Regions from separate parts of the Mus musculus genome. Here all the other regions are linked to region 2. The links are chromatin contacts, called in public HiCAR-type and promoter capture Hi-C maps. All regions are on one chromosome and are shown on one strand. Each heading gives the region's core, a stretch centred on a gene start, on an enhancer-like site or on the middle of the called end of the contact. The rest is flanking DNA. Distances are from core to core; before and after follow the strand shown. Region 1 holds the start of Rskr (ribosomal protein S6 kinase related). Region 2 holds the start of Inpp5k (inositol polyphosphate 5-phosphatase K). Region 3 holds the start of Zzef1 (zinc finger, ZZ-type with EF hand domain 1). Region 4 holds the start of Unc119 (unc-119 lipid binding chaperone). Region 5 holds the start of Slc46a1 (solute carrier family 46, member 1). Region 6 holds the start of Sdf2 (stromal cell derived factor 2). Region 7 holds the start of Rpl23a (ribosomal protein L23A).

Region 1 (2,700 bases), core at 140-2,639, 2.7 Mb after region 2:
AGCAGGGACTGGCAAGCACATTGCCTTTTTAAGAGCCTTCTCTTCTGTGCTGTATTAAGAGATGGCCAGGAAAGGGGCAGATAATGACTGATCTGTCCTTGTTTGTCCATGCCTTTGCCCTGGTATGCTAGTGACTCATTAATTTTGAGGGAATTAAGGGCTTCTACAACATCAGCTTTATGATGGTTCTGATTAGATTGTAAGCTTCTTACAAGCAGACTATTATCTATATACTTTGAAGTGCCCTTTTGTGTTTACATATAAGCTTAATAAATCTTTGAATTGGTTCACTTTAAATTGTACACCCCGTTTCACTAATTTTTCCTTTCCTTTTATTCCTTTCCACTGCCAGGTAATCAAAGAAAAACTAAGGCTGAAACCTGCAACGGGGTCTGAGGTCCGGGGAAAGCTAGAAACAAAGTGTGACCTGAACATGCAACAGCAGGAAGAAGAGAAAGCTCGGCTCCTCATTGGTTTAAGTGTGGGCGACAAGAACCCTGGCAAGAAGTCCATCTTCGGCAGGCGCAAGTGATGTGGAGACCCAAGTGACTACAGTATAGAATTGACTCTGGCTCAGGATCCAGGGACTTGAGGGTGGGCAGAGCTTCCCTTCATCCTGCAGGATTTGTGGGGCATATGGGAACTGAGAGACATTGTTCAACAGCTGGCCTGTCCCTGCAGGGCATGGTGGACAAAGCGCTGGGTTCCCTCTCATGGGATTAGACCCAGGGCCACAGGGGCAAGAAAACCAGAAGACCCAGGGATTGTGTCCAAGCCTAGTATCCTGCTCTTTCGGGGCAACAGAAAGGGTTGGGGGATAGTTTTGATCAAGTATGATAAATTTTTATAAAGATATATATATATAAAACATATATATATATTTCTAAATGTAATTGCTCTCCCTTTGTGCCAATAAGCTAAGGGAAGGAGTCTGATCCTCTGTGCCTCACTCCACTGCCTTGTTGTCTAAGAGGTGTTGGGTTTGGGGGATAAACTTCCCAGTCTGTGCTCACTTGGGAGGATGGCATTAGGAGCCAGGGCTGGCCATGGGTACCTTACTTTCCTCCCTGGGGTATGCCCAGGAGAATGGAGAAAAAAGAGATTTAAAGAAAAAATATTTTAAATTTGATGTTGGCCTTTTTTAATTGTATTGAGTAAAAGCGTTCAAGTTGTCTGTGTCCTTCCCTCCTCACTAACCCAACACATTTTTTAACTGCCCCAGTAATGACTGGTCTTGTCTTTCTCCTCTGCCTTGAAGTCTTACCACAATCACATATACTTCCCAGTTTGGGTATGATGCTGACCTAAAGCTGATGGGTCTGTGTACACTGGAAGAGGTGGGGCTCATGGGTAATGCAGCATCAGAGGGAGGAATTGCTTATGTAACTTGGACAACAGATTTAGCAGCGCGAAAAGAGGCAGAGGCTGGAAATGGGAGCAGTAAGCTGTCGGCAGGGACAACACACCCGGGTGTCTGCTCCTCAGAAGGTAGGGTATGGGGCTCTGGTATAGGCTCTGGCTGCCTATGGGAGGGAAATGAAAGATGTAGGGGCCTGAGGCTAGAAAGTGCCCAGTTAGGAGACTGTCACTGATATCCATTGTTGGGGTGGGCATAAAGGCTATAGAACTCACTTATGCACAGGTTGTATTCCTGTTTTGTTGTGAAAACATAAACCTGTTATTGTCATGGAGATTTTGAATTAAGTCAAGGAAATTTAGGTCACATCACAAAGCCTGGGAATTTTCCTTCCCTCTAGATAAGTGGTTGTCAGCATGTGTGTTGTGACTCCTTTCACACGGGTTACATTAGATATCCTGCATATCAGGTACTTATACTGCAGTTATGAAGTAACAGTTTTATGGTTGGGGGTCACCACAGCATTGGTTAAGACTAGAGGAAGGGGTGCCTGTTAAGATGGGCAGAACCTGCAGTGCTTCATGAGCAGGCTTAGAATGGCTCCCTTCTCAGCAGGGTGACAACATCCAGGGTCACTGGGTCCAAGGCTGGAAGAGCCTCTGGTGTGGTATGGGGACCATCAGGTCAGGTCTGGAAGAACTATGGGGACTACAGAGGCATCAGTGCCTACATCAGGAGCTGCTCCAGCCAGCCCCACTGCTACTAGAGAAGCCTCAGTCTGAGTGGCCAGTGCCTCAGTTCATCAGCCTCTTTCTACCAGAGTTTCCCGTGAGGCCTGTTAGGGAGCAGCAGGAGCTGAAGGTAGGTCACCATAGCCCCTGGGAAGTGTCTGTTTTAGGGAGGAATCTACAAACAACCAGTCTCAGTTTCCCTCTTCTTTGTTCAGATTTTAGGCCTTGTGGCTAAAGGTTCGTTTGGAACTGTCCTGAAAGTGCTAGATTGTGCCCAGAAAGCTGTATTTGCAGTGAAGGTAGGAAGTCAAGCGATGTAGCTTACTCAGTAGATCCTGTTTACAATCTTTAGTTCCAGAGATTAGGGGGAACAAGTTAAAATAGCATGATTTTCATGAGTTACCATGCCTCTACACTTATAGGTGGTGCCCAAAGTAAAAGTTCTACAGCGGGATACGCTGAGGCAGTGCAAAGAAGAGGTTAGCATCCAGGTATGCAGAGTTCTGAAAGCATGGCTGGAGACCTGAATTTGTTGGAGAAAGTACCTTTTTCCAACTTACCTGGTTTTCTTGGGTCTACCTTCCCTGTATGTGTCCGTCCTGGAGTAGATAG
Region 2 (2,700 bases), core at 156-2,655:
AGCCCTTGGAAGGCAGGTGGATCTTTCTGTGTTTGAGGCTAGCTTGGCCTAATGAGAATACTAGACCAGGTTTGTTAATTTCACTGCAAGTGGACGAGGTTAATGTGCACCACTGGCATGCTTAGTACCCAGAGAGGGGAAAGGGCAACTGGAATTAGAATGATTATGGGCCACCGTGTGGGTGAAGGGAATCAAACCCAACTTCAGTGGTCTGTAAGTGCTCTTAACTTGTGAGCCCTCTCCAGTACTTTCAGCTTTATTACTGTGTTTATGGCTACAACTGTGATTCTTGTCTTCCATCCAGGGGTAAAGCTCAGGTGGTTAGTTAGACTTGGTAGAAGTTGTCCCCTTCCCTTCCATTTTGAGAATGAATCACAGCACAGTTCGAATGCCCTGAAACTTTAAGGTAGCCCAAACTGGACTCAAACTTGGAGTAACCAATCTCGGTGAGTTTTGGAAATAACATCACTACACCGGGTTCCAGAACATGTATTTCAGGTAGTGGAGCTTTTGTGGGTTCTTGAGGCATCACTGGGTAGCTGGTACTACAGTGTGCTAAAACAACACTCCCATTTCCCTGGGGGAAGTCATAACTGTAAAAACAACCCCATGCACTATCCCCCCTACCCCTCAAAAATTAAGACCCAGAGATCTAAAGGAAATAATAAATCGAAGTGTCTGGCAAAGTAAACAGTCACCATGAATATACACCAAATAGCAACGGCTTGTTTTTCATTCACTGATAGCTCTCGGGGATCCTAAATTATTTTGCTTTGTATTCAGCAAAACTAGTTTCAAGTTGGGCGTGGTGGTGTAATCTCAGCTGAGGTCGGAAAATCAACTTGGTCTGTATAACAAGCCCCAGTACTTACTAGCAAGACTGTCTCAGATGGAAAAAAAAATTTTTTTAAATGACGATCACCAAGTCACTTAAATGAATGGAAGTGTTCTCTGACCCCTATGAGGGCGCCAAGGAACATGAGAAATTACTTATAGTGTGGGCGAGAGAGGCCGAACAGACTACAGTGAGGCTCCCCATCCTGTCCACTCCCGGTTTCTGAGGGTGGGCAGGCGACAGCGAAGACCGTACGCTGCGGGACGATCACGAAGCAGCCCGAGTCCTCGAGCCGCAGCAACTTCCGCCCTCAACGCTCCTCACGCCCGCGCCCTTGCGCAAAGCAGGCTGGGAATGCGGAGCCTAGGTGGCCCCGCCACCGCCCACTCCCGCGTCCGGGCCGGCGGTATGGCGTCGGGAGTGGATGACATGTAGAGCCCGCCTCTCTGAGCCTGGCTCAGCTCCGCCTCTGGGCGGTTCGCTCTGCTGTAAAGCCCCGCCTCTGTCCTCCAACCGCACCCCAAAACCCTAGACACTCTGGATCCACCTCCTACGGAAGCCGAAGCGCAGTCCGAATCCGGAAGAAAAACAATCCGGAGGGAGCAGTGCTGCTGAGACCGGAGACCAAGGGCTGCTCCGGCTCGCACTAGATGCAGCACGGAGACAGGAACACACCGGGTTACCGCGAGGGAATAATGTCGGCTGTGAGTCTAAGGAGGCCGAGCGCACCGAAAGGCTTTGCACTCAGGTGAGGACGCAGGTGTAGGCCGGTCGGTTCCTGGCGGTTAGCTGTCTTCAGCCCAGTCTGATTTGTGGGGCTGGATTTCAAAACCACAGTAGGATCAAGGCTGCCCTAGTTTAGATACCCGAATTCTGTCAGGCCAGTACTGAAAGGGCTATGTTAGGATTGATGCACGCTCTAAACTTTGGCTGCCGAGTTGGTCACTGCAGATGCTCCCCAAGCAAGTGTCCAGTTGATTCTTGGAGCAGACAGGGTTAGATTGCTAAGGACCAACATTTGCCCCTACAGTTGTAGATTAGAAGTTTTGTTCCTGTTTTTCAGCAGTACATCATGGGGTCTTCTTGATCGGGCTGTGATCTCTAGAAATCCGAAATCAGATTTAGATAAGATCCTTTAGCGAGGTAAAGCCTGGTCTCATGCCCGCTCTTAAATCACGAGGAACACTGCTAATCGTCCAATTGAGCGTAATTCGCGGTGCATGGATTTGTTACTAATCATCAAAGTTGAGGATTGGGATGCCAAATCCCGAGTTTTATTTTTTATCCACTTAGAGTGGGAATACAAGGAGCCACTGAGTAAAGAAACCGGTTACCTGCCGGACAGCAGGGGGAGACTGTAAACAGACAAAATGACAGTCTCTCAGAGGACTTGAGAGGAAGGTTTTTGTATTATTTTGTTTATATTCATAGGGAGAGGCAGGGAGCTGCTTGAAGCTAACCAGGAATTTTTTTGTTTTGTTTTGTTTACAAGTCACACTTTAAGAACAGGCTCTGGTGGAGAAGGAAATGCCCCCCTCCCCTTTTTGGGTGGCTCTGCGGGATCTTGTGCTTCAGTGCCTCGGTATTCTTGGAACTCAGGTTTCATCTGTAGAGTCTGAGCTCCTGCTTGCTCTGTCCTGGAGACAGTCTGGGCTTCTTGGAGTGTTGCTATAGCAACACCCTCACTGAAGGTCTCCCTAAGTCTTCGCTTTTCTGAACTTGTGATGGATGTGGTGGTATTTAAGAGCTGTTGATTATTTCTCCTGATACTGAGACTTGTGGAGAGCGGAGGTTGGAATGTTATGTACCAACTGGCGACTTGTCCCAAGAGAGAGTAGACTCGTGAGACAGATAATAAGAAACCT
Region 3 (2,700 bases), core at 169-2,668, 2.8 Mb before region 2:
AATTACATTTTCCGATCCCCTCCGTTGTTAAGGGGTAACGGGAGCACAGCAGAATGGAGTTAATTTGATAAATGTTCTTAGGAAGGCTAATATACCAAATTTTGTCAGAAGTTTTGTTTCGTGTTGTTTTAGAGCCAGCCTGGCCACAAATTCCTGGCTCAATGGATCTTTGTAGCTCAAGAGATCCTCCTGTCTCAGCCACTCCAGTTAAAACACCACTTCTGGTTTATTGTAGGTATTTTAATACTACAAAAGATACTTGCTTTCCTGTGCTCTAACTTCATTCCCCGCTTGATTCTCATTTTTTTTTTTTAAAGAAAAGCAGACAAGTGCATCTACTAGAATTAAAAAAGACTCAAATATTATATTAGGGGAAACGGAGGCGGGCGGAGGAAAGGTTATTTCGGGTCAGTCTAAAGAGCCTGAAAGCACGGTAGCTCTAGAGACCAGGTAGACTTCTGAGTGTAACCACTACCTAACAAGACACATCTTTCTCCGAATCAGTCACACAGTGCAGCAGACAGAGTCGGAGGGTACATAACTAGCACAGTTGCGTCCAAGCTGCAAACCAGGACCGTGTCCTTCCCACCGCAGCAGTCTGAGGAATGTGGGATGACGAGGCGCGGAGGAATAAATTACTGGACGAACGCAAGCCGTGGCTACGAGCCCACGCAGGAGGAAAAGGTGTGAGAGCCTCGCCGATACCTGCGAAGCCGCTATAGTGCGCCCCAGGCTCGTAGTGCCTCCTGCCAGAGGACACGTCGTAGACGCGGCCGAGCAGTGCCAAGTACAGGCCCGGGTCCCCTGGGCCGCCGCGATAGCGGGCTAGCTCCTCGGGAAGGAAGAGGCGAATACCAGGGCGGGGACCCCACCAGTCCATCAACCACACGGCCATGACAGCCACCGCCGCCACGGCCAGGCTCAGCACCACACCAAGCCCGCATATCCTCAGCATCTATACAGCAACACACCAGACACGCTTCGGAGGTAGCCACCTCTTAAGCCACCACTAAGACAGCAGAGACGCCGGCCGTGACGTCGGCAGCGCGACACTGACAGACTTCACAGCAAAGTTGACTCTTTTGCCCCCGACTCTTTCTTCTTTTCTTGTCCAGCCTAGATTCTGAACGTGAAGCGTGGAGCAGAAAAGGGGAACAGTACAGAGAAAAAACAAACAAACAAACAAACAAACAAAAAGTCCTGGCTTACAGTTTATCCGCCCTCAACAAAGATGGCGGCAGAGGCGGCTAGACGGATACGTTAACGGGTGGGTTCCCGGGCTTCATTAAGCTGTCGTGAGCAAATGGAATCCGCTTGACGGCTCCGTTGCGACATCAGGCCTCGCTCGACAGCCAGGAAGCCGGAAGTCACTGCCGCCGCTGTGGTCTCCACCCCGTCCCCGCCCGCCAGGAGCTGTCGGAGGTTGACAGGTCGTGGCTGGGAGGCGGCGGCGGCGGCGACACCTCCGAGCACCCAAGACGGAGACCCCATGGGGAACGCTCCGAGTAACAGCAGCGAAGACGAAGCGGCGGCCGCAGGGGGTGAGGGCTGGAGCCCACATCAAGATTGGGCTGCCGACTCTGGCACGACCCCCGGCCCCGGCCCTGCGGCCGCGGTGCTGCCTTCCGCCGCTGCACTCCTGGAACCCGCTCGGCTGCGAGAGGCAGCGGCTGCGTTGCGGCCCGCACCTCCCTGCGAATCCCTGGTGTCGAGGCACCACGGCGCGCTCTTGCGCTGGCTGGAAGAGCGGCTGGGCCGCGGTGAAGAGTCCGTCACCCTGGAGCAGTTCCGGGAGTTGCTGGAGGCTCGCGGCGCTGGATGTTCGGGCGAGCAGTTCGAGGAGGTCAGGGCTGGCTGGCTGGCTGGCTGGCGACAGCGGTGCGGGAGCAGGGTGGTCGCCAATAAGGTCCTGAAGAGGTGGGCGGTTGCTTTGCGGAGGCCAGCCAGGAAGCCATAGGGTCCTCGGGTTCTTAGAATGGAAGTATGGCGTTGTCCGAACTCTTTCGGAGTGCATCACTACGGAATTTTGCTACGTCTCTCGCCTTTACTAGAGGTGTGGAAAGTCCAGGCTACATTAGCTTTGTTCCGAAGAGAGGAGCAAGCCAAAAAAAAGTCTCTGCATGTGGTAGGCAGACATTTGTGCAGTTGACAGGCTTAGTTGCTTGCTGGACCTTATCAGAGTAAGACAATTACGAGAAAGGATGTGCAAAGATCAAGGGAGTGGCCATGAAAACCATTCTGTTTTACTGGCCTGTGCAGGAATCTTGTAGAGAACCATCTGAGTCTAATGTGGAAGGAGGGTAACATTACACTGAAAAGACTCATTCTGCAAGCCGTTCATGACTATAAAATACTAGGTTTTGTTTGGTTGGTTGTTTTTTGTTTGTTTGTTTTTTTTTAACAAGTATACACTGGATTTTAAATCATTGAAGAACTTGTTCCAGGCTCATTTGAAACCTTATCAAACCTAAAGTTGATAGGGAAGCGTTAGTTTTCTTGTACTTATGAAATTTCTCCTCATATCTCTACTGAACATTTTGGTTTATGGTTTGGAAAAAACTGACCCAGAGTTAGCCTATAAATCATTTCACTAGCAAAGTTGAGAGTATCTCACAAACCTCTTGATTCCCACCCCATTCCCTTAGGTCCCTATTATCCTGCTCCCTGAAGTCTTATTAATTCCACAATGTTAGGACAAAA
Region 4 (2,700 bases), core at 158-2,657, 2.7 Mb after region 2:
TGCTGGTGATGACATGTCTTCACTCTCGCCCGTGGGCTCTCTACGGATGGCACTCCACGATGGGCTCCCTTCCCCTCCTAGTCCACTGGCTTGCTCCTCCATGCCTACAAGCCTCAGAAGGTACCCTTCCTGATCTCCATATCTGGCTCGAACTTGAAAGCCTTTGTGTGCCTACCTCTGGACAGGGGTACTTTGTCCTTGCAGCCTGTCAGCACAGCATACAAACGCACTGAGAGGTGAATTTAGGGGAGTACTTGAGTTGAATTGTAGCCCTGTCCTCTCCACTTCTGAGACCACCTCCCTCCTTCCTCAGCTTCTTGACTGGCGTCACCCACTGGGGACAGCCTGGTCTAGGAGGCAGTGGCTTAGGATCTTCTACCTTGTGGCTAAGGTTCCCCTCTACCCTTTCAGAGAGGTAGTGTGGAACAGGAGAAAACATTTCTGACTTGGAACCCAACAGGCCTGAATCAGACTCCGGCTTCTGCACTTAACAGACTAGAGAGCATCAGCTAAGCCGCTCCTCGCTCCTCACCTGAGCCTCAGGTTTCCATTGGTGGGAAAGCACTGATGATGTCACCCTCAGAAAGGGGCTGGATTAAATGTGATAAGCCTGTAAAAGTGTTCTGTATATTGGGCTCTTTAAAAACATACATTAGACTGTTATTAAACGTTGGTTGAATATGAGTTGATATGGATGACCATAACTCGTTCTTGTGTGAGAAGCAGACTGACCTGTTCTAGCTCACCATGTGTTCTTCCTGCCTCCCGTCCTGAGCATCCTGGGGACGGCTCGACACCTGGGCTGTGCTGCCTGCATGTTGTAGGGTGCCTGCGGATTGTAGGGTGCCTGAAGCAGCTTTTAGCAGGAGTTCTAGTGGGGAGTAGCTTGAGCCAGTGACAGCCCTGGGATAGCAACTCAATTCAACAAAGGAAAATACTGGGTGGGTACTGGCTGCAAGGAGCTGTGTGGTAGTGCTAGGGTGTTACGAGGAACAGTGTATAGAGCATCTCTGCTTTCATAGAGCTGACCTTTGAGGAGGAAGGGTCAGGGAACAAGCAAGAATTTCACTTAATGTATTACAAAAAAAAAAGGGCTGGTTAGCTGGAAATTGAGAAGAAGTACTTTAGAACTGGGTGGGTTGAGACCTGGGCTGAAGTCAGGACAAAGGTATCAGGGAAAGACCTTGAGGTTGGAACCCAGGAGAGAAAGAGGAGAGGTATTCGGTAACTACATTGTCAAAAAGAATCTACATTGTCAAAAAGTTCACAAGGACCCCCAGGATTCTGGCTCCCCCGCTGGAGACGCCAGGCGGTGGGCGGGGTATGTGTGACCCGCCTCCCGTGGGCGTGACCAAGGCGGGACGGCACCTGGGGCCCGGCCGGGGGTGGGGCGGCGGACGCTCCCCCTTCCCCTGGCTCCAGCCGGCGCAAGCAGCGGCGGCGGTGGCAGCGGGCGAGGATCTGCGGCCCCGCGAGGCCATGAAGGTGAAGAAAGGCGGCGGCGGGACCGGGTCGGGGGCGGAGCCCGTTCCAGGGGCCTCGAACCGGAGCGCGGAGCCCACGCGGGAGCCTGGGGCGGAAGCTGAGTCCGGGTCCGAGTCGGAGCCGGAGCCAGGCCCGGGGCCCAGGCTGGGGCCGCTGCAGGGCAAGCAGCCCATCGGGCCGGAGGATGTGCTGGGGCTGCAGCGGATCACGGGTGGTGAGCACCGGCGAGGGAGCGCCACCCGCGGGCTGGAGGGAGAGCGCGGGAGGGGGCCCACGAGGCTCAGAGTCCAGCCCCCACCCCTCCCCCACGCAGTGCCCCTCCTCTGTATCCCCTTACTCTCTCTCTCTTTGCCTCCAAGCCTGAAATCTCTGTGCTCTTTCCCTTGGTCTCTTGATGCGCCCCCTCCTCTCCTTGAAGTGGCTTCTTTTCACCCCACTCCTTCTTTTTCAAGGGGCCCACCCCTTTTCCCATGGTGGAGGTGGGGCAGCAGCTGCATCTGTAACCCTTTCCCCAGTGGAGTCTTCGGAACCCTTTGAGGGTGCTCGCACAGAGGAGTGTGCCTCATTGCAGGCTGTCTTCAGTGGCCACATCAGGCTAGGTGGAGGCAAGGAAAACCTTCAGGCTCCCTGACCGACCGTTATAGCCCTCACTCTGCTTCCCCGAGGAAGGCTGAGGCCATACTCTGCCCAGGAACATTGCTGATACGGGTGCTTCCGTCTGTTGGCTGTGGGCCCTGTGATGGAAGCAAGTGCGTGACCCCCCTCCCCCCAAGTCAGGACTTGTTCTTTTTCCAGGGCTCTCTCATCAAGGGAAGGCTAGTCTCCACTGAAACTGAGTTTCTGAGCTGTGCTACCTGGATTAGAGTCCCAGAGTTTGCCCGGAAATTGGCTGTGTGACCTTGGGGATGTAATTTCATTTGCAGGAGCATGTTTGCTTTTTTTTTTTTTTTTTTTTTTTTTTCCCATCTGTAAAATGGGAACAAGAACAATGTTACCTCCCTCAAGGTTATTGTGAAAAATAAAGCCAGTCTTCTGATTTTGGACAATGTTTGGCATGCTGTGCACGCTGTCAACAGGGTTCCTTTATCAACAGTGTTGGAAGCTACATAGGACTGTTCAGAGTGGCTGCCTGCAGGCAGATAAGTGATCGTTCAGGGCCAAGGCAGGCACCGCTACAGACAGTGCACAAGGACTAGAGAGTCTTCTGGCAAAAGG
Region 5 (2,700 bases), core at 160-2,659, 2.8 Mb after region 2:
CTACACTATTTACATCCTGCTCTTTCTCTCTCCCCACCAATCTAGAAGCTGTGGTGCCTGGTGGGGGGCTTCATCTGTTTGCTTCAGTGTTGTGTTCAGATCTCCACGGCACCAAGTAAGGGCACTCCTTTTTCACAGGCAATAAAACAGAAGCCCAGACAGACAGACAGACAGACAGACAGACAGGAAGTCTGAGCTGCTCAGCAACAGTGCAGATGTCTGTTCTCCAGCTCAGTTCCTACAACAGGGGCACTGAAGAGCACAGGCCCACACCCAGGGGCCTCCAGTCTCAGGCTCCTCTTGTCTCTACTCCACCCTCTAAGAGAACTGCAGAATCAGATCCCAGTCCTTGATGTGACACTAGCTCCAGGAAAGGCTCCTAGGACAGGAACAGGGGCAAGGGACAACCTATTAGTCATTAATGATAGCCAACAGCGATTAGGTCTAATAGCAACAGCATCCAGAAGCCTGAGGCAGGGGAATCTCTATGAGTCTGAGGTTAGCCTGGTCTGAAAGTATGTATATAAAATAATACTTTCAGTGTACCAAATCTCATTGTCATTTTCCAATACTTCCTCTCTCTCTCTCTCTCTCTCTCTCTCTCTCTCTCTTTTCTTTTTTCTTTTGGTTTCTTCGAGACAGGGTTTCTCTGTGTAGCCCTGACTGTCCTGGAACTCACTTTGTAAACCAGGCTGGCCTCGAACTCAGAAATCTGCCTGCTTCTGCCTTCCAATTGCTGGGATTAAAGGCATGCATCACCATGCTCGGCATTCTTTCTTTCTTGGTTTGTTTGTTTGTTTGTTTGTTTTGGACAGAACATCAAGCCTTGGTTAGCCTAGTATTGCTTAGACCAAACTGGCCTCACCTCTGGTGTGCTGGGATTAAAAGCACATGCCACTAGGTCCTGCCTTCACTAAGATTTTCTTCCAAGTGAAGGCAAGGTCAACGGATCAGTGGCAGAGCACAAGTACTCCAGTGTGGCCCACCAGGCTCTGGCTGTTCTTACACAGATGCACATGTGCCGAGAGGCAGATGCCACGCAGCTGGCATATCCAGTCTTGTGCGCTAATCCTGCGTGCCTTTCGACCTTACTTCCACATCTCTGGATTCGGATCATTAAGTGACTAATCTATAAGGTTGCCACGAGATAATATATTCAGAATTCCTGGCCCCAGAACAAAGTTACGTTGTCAATAAATGTTAGTTATTGATATAGTGATTATTCTTTTGAGTGTTCCGACGCCCAGGAAGGAGGGCTGCAGCACGGTAGTATCTTTGCGTTGCCTGAAGTGAGGACACACCACAGGGATTGTTTGGACGACACCCAGCCCAGAGTTCAGCGGACCAAAGCTTTTGAGACTGTCTCACGCTCCGCCCCTCTAGACTTTTAACAGAAGCACCCGAAGCCGGCGCAGGCGCAGACAGCACAGACTGGTCCAGGCCTCCCGCAGCTGGTTCCGAGGTGCTAGCCCCTCCGTGTTTGCGCATGGAGGGGCGCGTGAGCTCCGTGGGCTCGCCCCACAGTTTCCTCAACGCTCCCGTGCTTTTCCGCGGCCCCGTGGAGCCCCTAGTCTTCCTGGCCAACTTTGCCCTGGTTCTGCAGGGACCGCTCACCACACAGTACCTTTGGCACCGGTTCAGCACGGAGCTCGGCTACAATGGCACCCGCCACCGGGAGAACTGTGGGAACCAAAGCGCGGATCCCCTCATGAAGGTAGCAGGGACCAGAGCAGCTGTGAATACGGAGCGCGGCACGGGGCGGGGCCTGTGGAAGACGGGGTCCCCGAGGGGACGGGACACACGTGGCGTGGTGGGCGGGTCAGACCAAAGGGGGCCTGCCCTGGCTGGCTGCCTTGTGCTGGAGGTGTACCTAGAGAAAGCCTGGCTTGGAAAGTTATCTAGTGTAGCGACGGAGGGAATGCTTCTCCAGGGCCTGTTTTTACAAGTTGAAGGAACATTCCAAGAGGCTTAGGGCTCTAAAGCAAGGCTATAGCTCCCAGGATGGTGATGGTAGCTAACCAAAGTGAGGTCCTGCGCACTAGTGATTGTGTCTTTACAGGAAGTGGAGACCCTGACATCTCACTGGACCCTCTACATGAACGTGGGAGGCTTCCTGGTGGGACTCTTCTGGTCCACCCTGCTGGGAGCCTGGAGTGACCGCGTGGGTCGCCGCCCATTGCTGGTGCTGGCCTCTCTTGGTCTGCTGCTCCAGGCCGTGGTGTCCATCTTTGTGGTGCAGCTAGAACTGCACGTCGGGTTCTTCGTGCTTGGCCGAGCTCTTTGTGCCCTTCTGGGAGACTTCAACGGCCTCCTTGCTGCTAGCTTTGCCTCTGTGGCAGATGTTAGCTCTAACCACAGTCGCACCTTCCGGATGGCTCTGCTGGAAGCATGCATTGGTGTGGCCGGGACCCTGGCAAGCCTTCTCGGGGGTCACTGGCTCCGGGCCCAGGGTTATGCCAACCCCTTCTGGCTGGCTTTGGCCCTGCTGATTGTCATGGCTCTATACGCAGCATTTTGTTTTGGTGAGACGGTGAAGGAGCCAAAGTCCACCAGGCTTTTCACGCTCCGCCATCATCGATCCATTGCCCGGCTATATGTGGTTCCAGCCCCAGAAAAGTCCAGGATGCATCTAGCCCTGTACTCTTTGGCCATATTCGTGGTGGTTACTGTGCATTTTGGGGCTCAAGATATCCTGACACT
Region 6 (2,700 bases), core at 120-2,619, 2.6 Mb after region 2:
GAACTAAACTTTTTCTCCCCAAAATTAATTAAATTCAACGACTTCCACACATTGTAGCATACTTCAATGCTGGGGAGGGGGACCAGGCTCCTCCCTTCCTACAGGTTTATGGGCAGTTAACGGTTGCTAGGGGGGAGGGGCTCATCATGAGATCCCACCAACCCTAAGGATCGATAGTAATTCATGGTTGCTGGGGGAGGGGAACATTTTCTTTAGGGTTGTAGCCCAGGCTTCTCTGAATACTTCTTCACCCATGTACTTGTAAACCACCATAAATTAACTAATTGAGGCATACACACACACACACACACACACACACAAATTAATGAAAGTAATAAGTAATGGAGGATTCTGAAGAAGGGGAGCAGCGGGAATGGAGTGGGGCGGGATGAAAAACAAATTACCCTATGACCTTTGTATTACCGTGTCTTTTCATGTAATTATTACAGGAGACCCGCCTCCTAAAGGAAAACAGAAATCGATTCTTTCTGTAATACAGAGGAACTGCTTTACTTAAGATACTCGAGTACCTGATGTCAAACAATACACATTTCTGATTTAACAACCAATTCTAATATTTATGATAGGTCTTTGGCAAGTGTTCGAGGAAATGAATTATACAAGATGGAAGGCTCCAGGTACTTAAGTATAAACTCGCATCTTTAGAAAGGATTAAGGGACTTGCCCATATGTGGAAAAAAAACCGTATAATTACTCAACATTTTGTAAAGAGCTAACATTCAGCACAGTACACCCGCCTCATGGCTGAACTCTCGAAAGCTCAGCAGGACCCAAACGCCGGACTAATTAATCCGATCACCTGATGCCAAGTAAAGAAACCCTTAGGTCTCTCTTCTAGTCCCAATTTTTTGCGTGGCCCAGATTCCAGACGCCGCGGAGAAGATGGGATCCCAGAAAGCCTGTTGATTCAAGAGGTAACCCCAGGTCACAGGTTCCGGGTGGTACCGCGTGGAGAAAGGGCTGGAGACTCTGAGCAATCACGGTACTTTCCTGTCCTTTTCCCCCCTGGCAGATCAGGGAAAGCCAGGGCCCCCTTCCTTCCCGCAGTGGGGCACCCCAAAGCTTCTTCCCTTACGGGACCAGGCCCCAGGAGTCTGGCTCGCCACCTGCGCACCCACACACGCAACACACTCTCCAGGCTGAGCGTTACCTGCTTGAAGGCCGCTGCTTCTCCGCTACGCTAAGCTCCCACCGAAGAAAATGGAGTCGCCGATCAGAGACTGCAAAAGGATAGTCCGGACCCACCGCAAGGGCCCTCCGCAGCCGCCGCCACCACCACCACCACCGTCGCCGCTGCTGCGTTAACGTAGTACGTCACCTCCGGCTCTCTGTCACTGGGAGTGGGAGGGTCATTTCCTGCTGTCTTTTCCCCTCCGGCGTCTAGGGCTTTGGTTCCGAGTCCGCGAACGCCTAAGGAACGCAGCCGCCACAGAGCACCCAGTACAAAGTGAGGTCCCGAAGGCCTCCCGGGCCAGCGTGTTCTTTAAGCCGCTCTCGCCAAAGGAACCATAAAGATTCAGGTTAAGGAGTCTTCTCTTCCATCTTGGCGTAGTTCTACCCTCGGCTTCCGGTTCCGGGGACGGGCCTAATTTTCTTGGATGATTAGTTCTCTCGGATCTAGGATGGCTGTCTTGTCGCTTCTGTTGTTGGGTGGTTTGTGGAGCGCTGTGGGAGCGTCCAACATGGCTGTCGTTACTTGCGGCTCCGTGGTGAAGCTACTCAATACACGCCACAATGTCCGACTGCATTCTCACGACGTGCGCTATGGGTCAGGTACAGAGGGGGACTCACCGCTCTGGGTGGGCTGCCTAGGCCGGGTGAGCCTAGAAGGGGCGGGGCCTCGGAGTCTGAGGGCGTGGTCTGGGAAAGTTAGCCGTGCCCTATTTCTTGAAGAGGACGACGAGTTGCCAAGGAAACTTAGTCCTAATGTTAGTTTCTGTTTGATGAGCTGTGGGCCAAACGTGTTACATATATACTTTCCGGTTTTTAACATTGTATTGAGGACAGATACTAAAGTTATTTTCTTAGGTGAGTAAATAGACCTAGAGATATTGCTCAAAGCCAGCTAGTGAATGATGGAGACAGGGTTTAATCCAAATCTGTGCAGGTTCAAAATCTTTCAGATTCCATGGGCTGCCACTATTTTGTGCTGGAGAGAGGAGCATTTAGAGCAAGACAACATAAGCTGAATCTCAGATTTTAAATGTCACCTATTTTTAGCTCATATTTTTTGACACTCTAACTTAGCAATAACTTTCTTGTAAAGAATTTAAGCATTGACAGACATTGCAGAGGAAAGTCTGTTTTTTATCATGTGCAATTAAAATACTCACTTATTCGTGGGCTCATTCATTTGGCCTAGATTTAAAGAGCACTTTTAGTGTGTCTCGTATTGTTCTAGATACAGGAAATACAGTAGTGAATCAAACAATAAAACAAGACTAATGGGCAGGCGTGGTGGCCTAGGTCTGTAATTGTAGCACTCAAAAGGTTGAAGCAGGATTGTAACTTCAAGATCAGCCTAGCCTATATAGTGGGGGCTGTCTCAAAACAACAGAAGTTCAAAGGCTGGTAATTACTTCAGTGTTAGAGTATTTGCCGAGCATACGGAAAGCTTCTGCCCCCACACTGGAGGAAATAAAGTCATGAAGTTCGACAGGAGGTGTACTTGTGATATAA
Region 7 (2,700 bases), core at 70-2,569, 2.6 Mb after region 2:
CCCCCATAGACAAAACACTTTTCAGTAAGCATTCTCTCAAACTTCCTTTGAGTAGCGTCAGAATTTGATCAATTAAGTGTCTTTCAGGCTGGAGAGATGGCTCATCTGTTGAGAACACTGACTGTTCTTCCAGAGGTCCTGAGTTCAATTCCCAGCAACCACACGGTGGCTCACAAATGTCTGTAGTGGGATCCGATGCCCCCTTCTAGTGAGTGTATCTGAAGACTGCTGCAGTGTACTCATGTAAATAAAAAAACAAATAAATCTTAAAAAAAAAAGTGTGTTTCATAACACTATTCGAAGGCCATCACTCCCCAATTGGACATCTTAATCAACACTCTCCTGTGTTCCAACAAGTCCCCTATCACTTGGAACCAAGATAAGCAACATCTCTTTGAAGTCAACTTTCAAACACTGACTAAATAACCTCACACTTCCACCGCACCAGCTCCTTCAACAATTGTGTTTTATAAGGGAAGCTACGTTAAGAACTCCTAATGCCCTACTACATGCTACTGGGTCCAGGGTCCCTACTGACTTGTTTCTCCTGGGCGCACTCTTCCGAGGATATTTTGGCTGCCTCCGGAGCCGCAGGGTCTTGGGCCGCCGGAAGGTGGGTGACGTTCGGATCTTCTTCTTTTTGTGGCTGTGGACGCCTTTCAGCACCGCCTTCTTAGCTTTCAAGGCCTTCGCTTTGGCTTCGGCTTTGGGAGGGGCAGGAGCTGGGAGAGGACAATTAAAATTAAGTGTGGCATTCGTAAAGTGACCCCTTCCGGCCGTCCTGCCAGCATGTGCATCAGTGGTTCCTTTGAAGACATCACAGGTCTCAGGAGACTTCAGATTTTTTCCATCATATGCACGATACCACAGGCAAAGATAATTAACCCGTTGTACCATCACGTGGGTGCGTATAACCCCATTTAACGTGGGGAAAGGGCGAATAAGGACTACTTTTAATCCCTTATAGGTCTGGAGACCCGGAGCGCCACCCTGTGGATGTTAAGGAGCTTCCCAAAGTCAAATGCTTGGCCATCAGTGGCGGCCGCTGCCGGCCCGGTGGCTTTGCCAATCCCCTGCACTGGAACCAGCCCATGCGGCTTGGCCCACGCGGTCCTCATACCCCGCAGCGGGGCCTAGTCGCGACAGTAGCCACAGAACAAGCCCCCCATGGCTTAGCCGGGCATTCTTCTTCCCCGCGAGTTCGCTCTGCGGGTATCCAAGACCGACCTGACAGATTCCCATACCGCAACATACCTTCCTTCTTCGCTTTCGGCGCCATCTTGGCTGAAAAGGATGGCCCAGCCCAATTCCCATGAGCTTATAGAATGGAGGCTCATAAAAGTCTCGCGATAGCTTATATATAGCACTGATTGGATGAACTGTAATATGAGGCTTCTTGGGAATTGTAGTTCCATTTAATTCCCTAGAGTGGGAGACCAAGCATGCGCCACCTTTCCCTTTGAAAGGGCTTCTTGGGAAATGTGGCGTTTTTTGGTTTGGTTTAGTTTGGTTTTCCGACACAGGGTTTCTCTGGGGGAATTGTAGGTTTTGGCTTTTTGTTTTTGTTTTTTTCTAAAGATTTATTTACTTTATGTATATGAGTACACTGTAGCTGTACAGATGGTTGAGTCTTCATGTGATTGTCAGGAATTAATTTTTTTGTTGTTTGTTTTCTTGTTTTTCGAGACAAGGTTTTTCTGTGTAGATTGGCTGTCTTGGAACTCACTCTGTAAACCAGGCTGACCTCAAACTCAAATCTGCCTGCCTCTGCCTCTGCCTGCGGAGTGCTGGGGTTAAAGGCGTGCGCCACCACTGCCCAGCATGAATTGAATTTTTGGGAACTCTGCTCACTCCAGTCGGCCCCGTTTGCTCTCTGGTCCAAAGATTTATTTTATTTATTATTATACTTAAGTACACTGTAGCTGTCTTCATTTGTTCCAGAAGAAGGTGCCAGGTCTCATTACCGGTGAGCTATCATGTGATTGCTGGGATTTAAACTAATGACCTTCAGAAGATCAGCCAGTGTTCTTACCCTAGGGTCCCTAGGTTTTGGTTTGGTTTTGTTCTGTTCTGTTTTGTTTCGTTTTGAGTTGTTCTTTTCGAGAGAGGGTTTCTCTTTCTCTAGTTCTGGCTGTCCTGGAACTCACTCTGTAGAGGAGGCTGGCTTTGAACTCACCAAGATCTACATACTTCTGACTGCTGAGTGCTTGGATTAAAAGGCCTGTGCCAACACTACGTGGCCTGAGTTGTAGGTTTTTTTTGTTGGTTTGTTTGTTTGTTTTTTGTTTGTTTTTTGAGACAGGGTTTCCCTTTATAGCTCTGACTGTCCTGGAGCTCATTTTGTAGACCAGGCTGGCCTCGAACTCAGAAATCCGCCTGCCTCTGCCTCCCGAGTGCTGGGATTAAAGGCGTGCGCCACCACGTCCGGCTTGAGTTGTAGTTTTTAAAAGAAAAATGTTTATTCCCCTAGGTCTAAAACAGTGGGTGGTTATAGCATCTGGTAGCTGTGTTAAGGTCCTTAAAATTTCAGTTCGTGAGCAATTTCTAGTCTTAGGGAAGAAGTTTGCAGTGTCAGAAGCCTATAACAGTACCAACTGGGAAGAATACAGTTTAAGGGATTAGAAGGACTAGAAGGACGGTCAACACTTAAGATCATGTAGTTCGGGCTGGTGAGATGGCTCAGTGGGTAAGAGCACCCGA

Evidence for each region. Promoter capture Hi-C pulls out the DNA fragments that hold promoters and counts their contacts. HiCAR-type assays count read pairs that join an accessible place to other places.
Region 1: a contact with region 2 is called in a promoter capture Hi-C map of liver, with 5 times the contacts expected there. The contact joins the promoter of Rskr here to the promoter of Inpp5k in region 2.
Region 3: a contact with region 2 is called in a HiCAR-type map of astrocytes, with 6 times the contacts expected there. The contact joins the promoter of Zzef1 here to the promoter of Inpp5k in region 2. A contact is called at or near these places in 1 of 39 promoter capture datasets (liver) and 1 of 115 datasets of contacts at active chromatin or transcription factors (astrocytes).
Region 4: a promoter capture Hi-C map of liver shows a contact between it and region 2, with 4 times the contacts expected there. The contact joins the promoter of Unc119 here to the promoter of Inpp5k in region 2.
Region 5: a contact with region 2 is called in a promoter capture Hi-C map of liver, with 3 times the contacts expected there. The contact joins the promoter of Slc46a1 here to the promoter of Inpp5k in region 2. A contact is called at or near these places in 3 of 39 promoter capture datasets (the 3T3-L1 cell line and liver).
Region 6: a contact with region 2 is called in a promoter capture Hi-C map of embryonic stem cells, with 3 times the contacts expected there. The contact joins the promoter of Sdf2 here to the promoter of Inpp5k in region 2. A contact is called at or near these places in 4 of 39 promoter capture datasets (the 3T3-L1 cell line, embryonic stem cells, hippocampal neurons and 1 more) and 1 of 9 other capture datasets (adipose tissue).
Region 7: a contact with region 2 is called in a promoter capture Hi-C map of neutrophils, with 5 times the contacts expected there. The contact joins the promoter of Rpl23a here to the promoter of Inpp5k in region 2. A contact is called at or near these places in 5 of 39 promoter capture datasets (the C10 cell line, liver, neutrophils and 1 more) and 2 of 9 other capture datasets (adipose tissue and liver).

What each region holds. Positions count from the first base shown.
Region 1 is chr11:78,289,452-78,292,151 of GRCm38.p6, forward strand. It overlaps Rskr (ribosomal protein S6 kinase related), which reads left to right and starts at 1,390. Exons shown (of 12, transcript NM_001287206.1): 1 at 1,390-1,488; 2 at 1,973-2,218; 3 at 2,304-2,387; 4 at 2,511-2,579. The coding sequence starts at 1,432. It overlaps 2610507B11Rik (RIKEN cDNA 2610507B11 gene), which reads left to right. Exons shown (of 39, transcript NM_001002004.2): 39 at 353-1,174. The coding sequence ends at 532.
Region 2 is chr11:75,629,615-75,632,314 of GRCm38.p6, forward strand. It overlaps Inpp5k (inositol polyphosphate 5-phosphatase K), which reads left to right and starts at 1,406. Exons shown (of 12, transcript NM_008916.2): 1 at 1,406-1,583. The coding sequence starts at 1,486.
Region 3 is chr11:72,794,808-72,797,507 of GRCm38.p6, forward strand. It overlaps Zzef1 (zinc finger, ZZ-type with EF hand domain 1), which reads left to right and starts at 1,419. Exons shown (of 55, transcript NM_001045536.2): 1 at 1,419-1,843. The coding sequence starts at 1,490. Cyb5d2 (cytochrome b5 domain containing 2) reads right to left here and starts at 1,032. Exons shown (of 4, transcript NM_001024926.3): 1 at 706-1,032. The coding sequence starts at 955.
Region 4 is chr11:78,342,088-78,344,787 of GRCm38.p6, forward strand. Unc119 (unc-119 lipid binding chaperone) reads left to right here and starts at 1,408. Exons shown (of 5, transcript NM_011676.3): 1 at 1,408-1,699. The coding sequence starts at 1,480. Pigs (phosphatidylinositol glycan anchor biosynthesis, class S) reads left to right here. Exons shown (of 12, transcript NM_201406.1): 12 at 1-689.
Region 5 is chr11:78,464,292-78,466,991 of GRCm38.p6, forward strand. Slc46a1 (solute carrier family 46, member 1) reads left to right here and starts at 1,410. Exons shown (of 5, transcript NM_026740.2): 1 at 1,410-1,714; 2 at 2,060-2,700. The coding sequence starts at 1,487.
Region 6 is chr11:78,244,377-78,247,076 of GRCm38.p6, forward strand. It overlaps Sdf2 (stromal cell derived factor 2), which reads left to right and starts at 1,370. Exons shown (of 3, transcript NM_009143.3): 1 at 1,370-1,794. The coding sequence starts at 1,620. Supt6 (SPT6, histone chaperone and transcription elongation factor) reads right to left here and starts at 1,327. Exons shown (of 37, transcript NM_009297.2): 1 at 1,172-1,327.
Region 7 is chr11:78,182,265-78,184,964 of GRCm38.p6, forward strand. It overlaps Rpl23a (ribosomal protein L23A), which reads right to left and starts at 1,320. Exons shown (of 5, transcript NM_207523.2): 1 at 1,255-1,320; 2 at 539-722. The coding sequence starts at 1,279. It overlaps Snord42b (small nucleolar RNA, C/D box 42B), which reads right to left and starts at 849; the gene lies at 795-849.